Linked DNA regions of Xenopus tropicalis: region 2 is linked to region 1. Evidence: chromatin contacts called from public Hi-C data. All regions are on one chromosome and are shown on one strand. The core of a region is the stretch at or near the end of the contact, and the rest is flanking DNA. Distances in the headings are between cores, read along the strand shown. Region 1 holds the start of nrp2 (neuropilin 2). Region 2 overlaps pard3b (partitioning defective 3 homolog B).

Evidence for each region. A called contact is a pair of places that touch in the nucleus more often than the background predicts.
Region 2: a contact with region 1 is called in a Hi-C map of neurula embryo, with 2.0 times the contacts expected there. The contact joins the enhancer-like site here to the promoter of nrp2 in region 1. A contact is called at or near these places in 2 of 5 Hi-C or Micro-C datasets (gastrula embryo and neurula embryo).

The regions. Positions count from the first base shown.
Region 1 is chr9:50,932,881-50,935,830 of UCB_Xtro_10.0, forward strand. It overlaps nrp2 (neuropilin 2), which reads right to left and starts at 1,517. Exons shown (of 15, transcript NM_001100235.1): 1 at 1,018-1,517. The coding sequence starts at 1,090.
Region 2 is chr9:51,110,671-51,113,620 of UCB_Xtro_10.0, forward strand. All of the region lies in intron 19 of pard3b (partitioning defective 3 homolog B), which reads right to left. Among named protein-coding and RNA genes, the nearest start is that of nrp2, 180 kb to the left of the region's middle. Within about 2 kb of position 1,566, at least 3 of the 11 cell types and tissues checked have an H3K27ac peak or open chromatin away from gene starts, as enhancers often do. A contact at or near this core is called in gastrula embryo and neurula embryo, where this site is marked.

The DNA of each region.
Region 1 (2,950 bases), core at 267-2,766:
GAATGTACCCCTTCAGTATTAGCTACTATTTTGTTTGGGCAGCATGGATGTGAATTACTGAATTATTAAAAGAAAAAAACCCACCAAATCACAGTGTTTCCATGTATAACCTGTTGTGTTACTTTTGCCCTACATCTTCGTAGTAATCATTTCTCAGGAAATGTAATTGTGTAAATAACATGGCAACAAAATGGTGACAATAGAATTAGCTAGTAAATTTCATAGATATCAAGTATGTCTCCGTGCCACATGGCAGAAGGAATTTGACATTCCAGCTATATTCCCATTGCCCATGGCGTGAAGAAATGAAATAGCGCCGTGTGTCTGTGCCACAGATATGGGCAGCGCTTTCCTTTCCAGTGCCGTCTGCCCTTCTCTATCCCTGGCAACTGGCAATCTGCACTCACCGTCAGGGAACATAAGCGCTTCCCACAGGCTTGGGAGCGCCCGTTATGATGAGCGACCCCAGCACAGAATCGCGCTACCAATCGCTTGGATATGCGCACAGCCGGCGTGAGTGAAAGCGCCAACAGCTACATACTGCGATCCTCGCCAACAGCTACATACTGCGATCATCGCCAACAGCTACACACTGAAATAATCTCCAGCCCTGTCTCTGAGATCCGCATCGCTCGCATTCACTTTTTCTATCCTGCATACGACATCTCTTCTTAGTAACGCATCTAATTGCAATTTAAATCGAGTTGCTATAAGATTAAAGCGCTACTACCCGGACTGGAGGCAACTCCTGGGAGTTGAGAAGGAGAAGAAGACCCTCGCAAAAGGCTTTGTAGTATTTTTAAACTTTGATTTATTCCAGATGTGCGGCTGTGCCAGCCAACAGCAGCAGCAAGGGCTCGTCGCACACACGCAAATGTGTTTTGTTATGGAGGAGAGAGAGAGGAGCTGCGACTGTCTGAAATAGGCTCACATAGAAGTGAGCGTCTAAGTGCGGCCAGACGCAGATAGTATAGACACGAACTACCACCTAACACAGTAACTTTTTTTTCCGCTTACCTTCTTGGCCTGAGACTTTGGCTCCCAGCGAGCACAGAGAAATAACTCCAAGCACCAAAGCAAACACATCCATATTGACAAGAAGGATAAGAAAAATCCCACGAGTTCCCTTGTTAGCAAGTCATTGATTTTCACCAAACTGGATCTCTTATCTGGACTGATGCGCTCAGGACTAGGCGATTAAAGACTCCTTGGCCACCACTAGCGCAATTCGGAGAAGTCCCAGGTCCCTTAGTGCCACTTGTTTAATAAAAGGTTCCCAGCAGGCACAGCCAAAGCCCTGAAAAACCCTGGGAGGGTCCTTAGTCCGCTGCTCAGGAGTGGAAAGTAGATGGGGTGTCCAAGAAAGCGCTATTTCCACTGGAGACAGGAGGGGATATTGCAGCACACACAGGCAGTTACAACAGGCAGTTTGGCAGCAGGACAGAGCCAATCCTTGTAGTTCCCTGGCACGGCTCTGGCTAGAGGGTTCAGTGAGCGCACAGGCGTCTGCTGTCTTAAGATGGTTTGGGAGTGTAAGCCCTGAGCCCCTGCCTTCTATCTACCTCCCTCCCAACCACTCAGTTCCCTTATACAGGGAGACAAGCATGTGGATGTCAGCATAGGGGGGCAGAGCTACAATCTCTTTCTCTCGCACACACACAGCCTGGCCACGCCCCCTCAGCCCTGTCACTGATTAAAGCAGAGAGAGAGAATGCCATATATCTGAAGGCAGAGAGAATGCCATATATCTGAAGGCAGAGAGAATGCCATATATCTGAAGGCAGAGAGAATGCCATGCATCAGGAGAGAAAAAGAGAAATGCCATATATCAGGAGAGAGAGAAAATGTCAAATATCAGGAGAGAAAGAGTATCATGTATCAAGAGAGAGAGAATATCATATCAGGAGAGAGAGAATATCATATCGAGACAGAGAGAGAGAATGCACTGTATCAGAAGAGAGAAGAGATCAAAACCAAGAGGTTGCAGCCAGTCAGGGATCTTAGAGCAAGCACAAGGCCATTTCTGTATGGGTAAAGCTGCACCTTAGTCTCTAATCCCTAAGATGCCGGCAGACAAAGCAACAGGTTGTATAATAGGTATAGCTGCCCAGTACTGGGATGGGGGGCTAGGCAGTGTTGCTCTATGTTATTTATCCAATTTGCTGTTTTCCCCATTGTACTTAAACAACCATGACAGAGAAGCAGATCTCATTGCTGTTCATTATTGCAAAAAGTGACCCTAGAATTGCAGTGGAGCCCCAGCAACTGGGAATATTTACATTCACTGGCAGATTCCACAACAGGGCAGTTTTAATATTGTCACCCATCTAATCAGGCTATATGGAAATATAAGCTTATTTGTTGTACAGTATGTTAAATGCAGGGTATTCATTCTGGTAGAGTTTGCCCAAGAGCATACACTCTAATACTTGGTCTGTTTCAGGAAATCAGATAGAAAGTATATGTGAAACTAAAATATTGCCATGTAGTAGAAAAACCACAGACAGCCAAATACTTTCTGTGTTAAATTTATACAATAGATACTTTTTTTTATCCATGTTATGAGATAGAAATAAAGTGCAGGTAATTGCCTTTAGTTGAAAAGGGAGCAATTGCAAAGAAAGAAATATCTCTTGTGCCTTTTTGTATTCTGATAGGGAACACGCTTCTCGGAGAGGATTTGTCATATTGACACAGAGATTTGGAAATCCAATACCCAATAAATAACCTAAAATTGGTTCCTTTTTACCACTGCAAACTATACTGACACAAAAATAGACATGAGTGCTTAGTGCACACAATAGACCTCCATTTCATGGCATTTCTATGAGTCAGCTCAATACCCTTTTATCAATGAAAGCTTTCCGATCTCTTTGAGAATAAAATATCTTCAGAGTTATAGCTGTGTTGTGCATTTATCACAAAGAGAATTTGCCTTTATGCTGTAGCG
Region 2 (2,950 bases), core at 316-2,815, 180 kb after region 1:
TCTTCCATGATAGCAACTTGTGCTTTATACCCAAGTGTTCGCAAAACAAATCCTATTAAGATGGTAATGTTGTACAAAAGGGTCTATGCAACTGTTTGACAGGCTGGGGGGCATAAAACACAATAAGGACTGCCCGAGACCCGAGCCACAACAGCCCTAACAGCTGATAGATACATTTTTCTATTTATATAAATATACAAGAAGCAAAGGCCAGGTGATACTGATTCTATTGTGCTCAAAAGTCTATACAGATTTTGGACAGGTCACGGACTAAAAAAAACTATGCATTTGTTTGACTTAGTATAAGCAGTTATTATGGCTATTTACAGATATTTTCATAAGACCTAGTAAGCACCTAGTACTTCTAATAAGCTTCTAATAAGGGGCCTTGCTTCCCACCCCCTTCCCTTTAATGTATGTGCAAACAAGTTTAAATACTTCCTGTTTTTGTAGGAACAAATCAAGTTTTTACAGCTAAAACAAAGATAGACCTACCAAAAATATATAAATGCATAGGAACTTGTCATTATCCATTGAATTTGGGGTCAAATAAAATTAAATGCCAGCAAAGGGCCAACATGGGTGAGAGGTTTTTTTCAGAAAAAAACAATTTTATCCTGACCAATTTAGCAATACCTAAGGAGTTTAAAGTGTTCACCTACTAAAAAGGAAGTGTTAACATTCTCCCAGATGCTAATGCTATTGCCACTGTACCTATCACTTTTGAGTCTGTATGTGCAACCAGAGCAAATCAGCCTTTGAAAGTGCTGCCCGGCACAGTGAGTGCATTTTGCATCAAAATTCACATCCGCACTAAAATCTGTCATGTAGTCTGTTTTGGGGATATGGGGGGGGGGCAGACGTGTCCTTTTTGCTCCAGAAATGTACCTTCCATAATAACCAATGGGACTGGAGACCTTCCCAGCCTTCACTACGTCAGTCTAAAACGCTGTCTGGGTACCTTGTTTCAAAGAAAATAGCAACAGACTTTTTTTTCTATGAAGATTAGTGGAAAGAAGGTTCCCTAACAAGGTAGGGCAATGTATATGTATTGCTGAGTAATGAACCCCATGTCATTTCACCTTCCCATTTAATCCAATGTATTCTACAAAAGTTTTATACATTTTTTTACACTGAAATTTAAATGTCACAAGTTCACGCATCAATAGTAAAGCATTCAAACACTGTGATTTATTACTTTTTTCCCCTATAAGCTAGAGAAGATATTGTCAGTAAATGCCTTGTATAACTCAAATCCTCGAGATGCTCTTCTTTAATACAATTATCGTTCCCAACACAATGATCTGCTCCTTAGTTCTGCTGCTCTAACCAGCAAAGGAAAACTATACTGACAGATCCCTTGGCTATAATTTTACCCTGCCCATGGAACAAGTAACATTTCTATCTGATAGATGGCCCTTTCCACTGATATCTGCTGCTCAGGGAGGAGAGTTTTTCTCTACGAGAAACAGGAAATCGAGGAACAATGTAACTAATGAAACCAGACAATGAAAAAGCTTCCCAGAGGCAGGCAGCCTGACAGCAGAGAGCCTGCTTTATTATCTATTACAACCCCTACCAGTTAGAGGTCACTACTGGCAAAGGGGACTGCCTAAAAGGCACTAAATCTTCTTAACATGTTCTCTTTTAACAAACACAAAGGCTACTACTCAGCTGTCGCTCTTAGTCCAAATGCTTTATTCTTCGGGGTTTATGAAATAACCAATCACAGGAATTATATAATCCAATTTCCAGTGCACTTTAACAAGCCTTCCACATGTAATCAGCAGGGGTAATGCATTGTCTGCTTATCAGCCTGCACATTTATGGAACTGTCACTTTTAAGGCATTGCCCAACAGAATAATAAAACAAGGATATAATAATCTCATGAAATAGGTAAAGATGTGTGGCTCCACAGGTCTTTAGGTTTCTTAAAAATAAATTAATGAAGAGGTTAATGGTAAAGAGGTAACAGTATAAGTACAGTGCCATTTTTATGGCTGTATTGATACAGACAGATATTTACTTATTTTGGTAAATACATAATAAAATCAATGTGGGCCTTCTTTGGTTCACTAAAAGACCTAGTCAAGAATGAATCATTTTCTTTGGACTTACAGCTTACAGCTTTATCCTTGCAAAGTGAAAGCCATAGGGCTTATGGTGAGTTCAATTACATGATGCGCTGATGCAAGAGGAACAGTGATACAATGGGGTTATCTAAACAGAACAAGACATCATTTAACTGACAGAACAGTCTTTAAACCAAGAGAAAAAACATCCTGAACACAGTATCAAGCATATATAAATACATGGCCCATTGCATTTTGCTGCCTGGACTTCACCTTTCTTTATTTAAGCACTTAGTGCCCTGTGCATTGTACTCCCTTTCTTATGCAATAAATGTGATGAGATGTGCTAAAGATTCTGGCAGTTACCATATACAGTTATGGGAGCCATTATCCAGAATGCTTGGGACCTGGGGTTTTCTGTAATTCGGATCTCCTACCTAAAGTCTGTTAAAAACGTTATTTAAACAGTAATTAAACCCAATAGGATTGTTTAGCCTCCAATAAGGATTAATTATATCTTAGTTGGGATCAAGTACAAGGTACTGCTTTATTATTACAGAGAAAAAGGAATTCATTTTTAAAAATGTGAATTATTTGATTAAAGTAGAGTCTATGGGAGATGGCCTTTCTATAATTCAGACCTTTTTGGATAATTGGTTTCCAGATAAGGGGTCTGATACCTGTGTACACATTTAATGAAATAGTGTCAACCAGTGAATTACCATACATATTATGCACCACAAATCTTAATATAGGTCCTTTATGATTTATGTATACTAATTATGGTTTTAACATTTTATCCAATCAGTTTCACAAGTATGGCCTTCACTATATCCAATACTCCTACAGTTGTTGATATAAATGAGTGACTCCACTC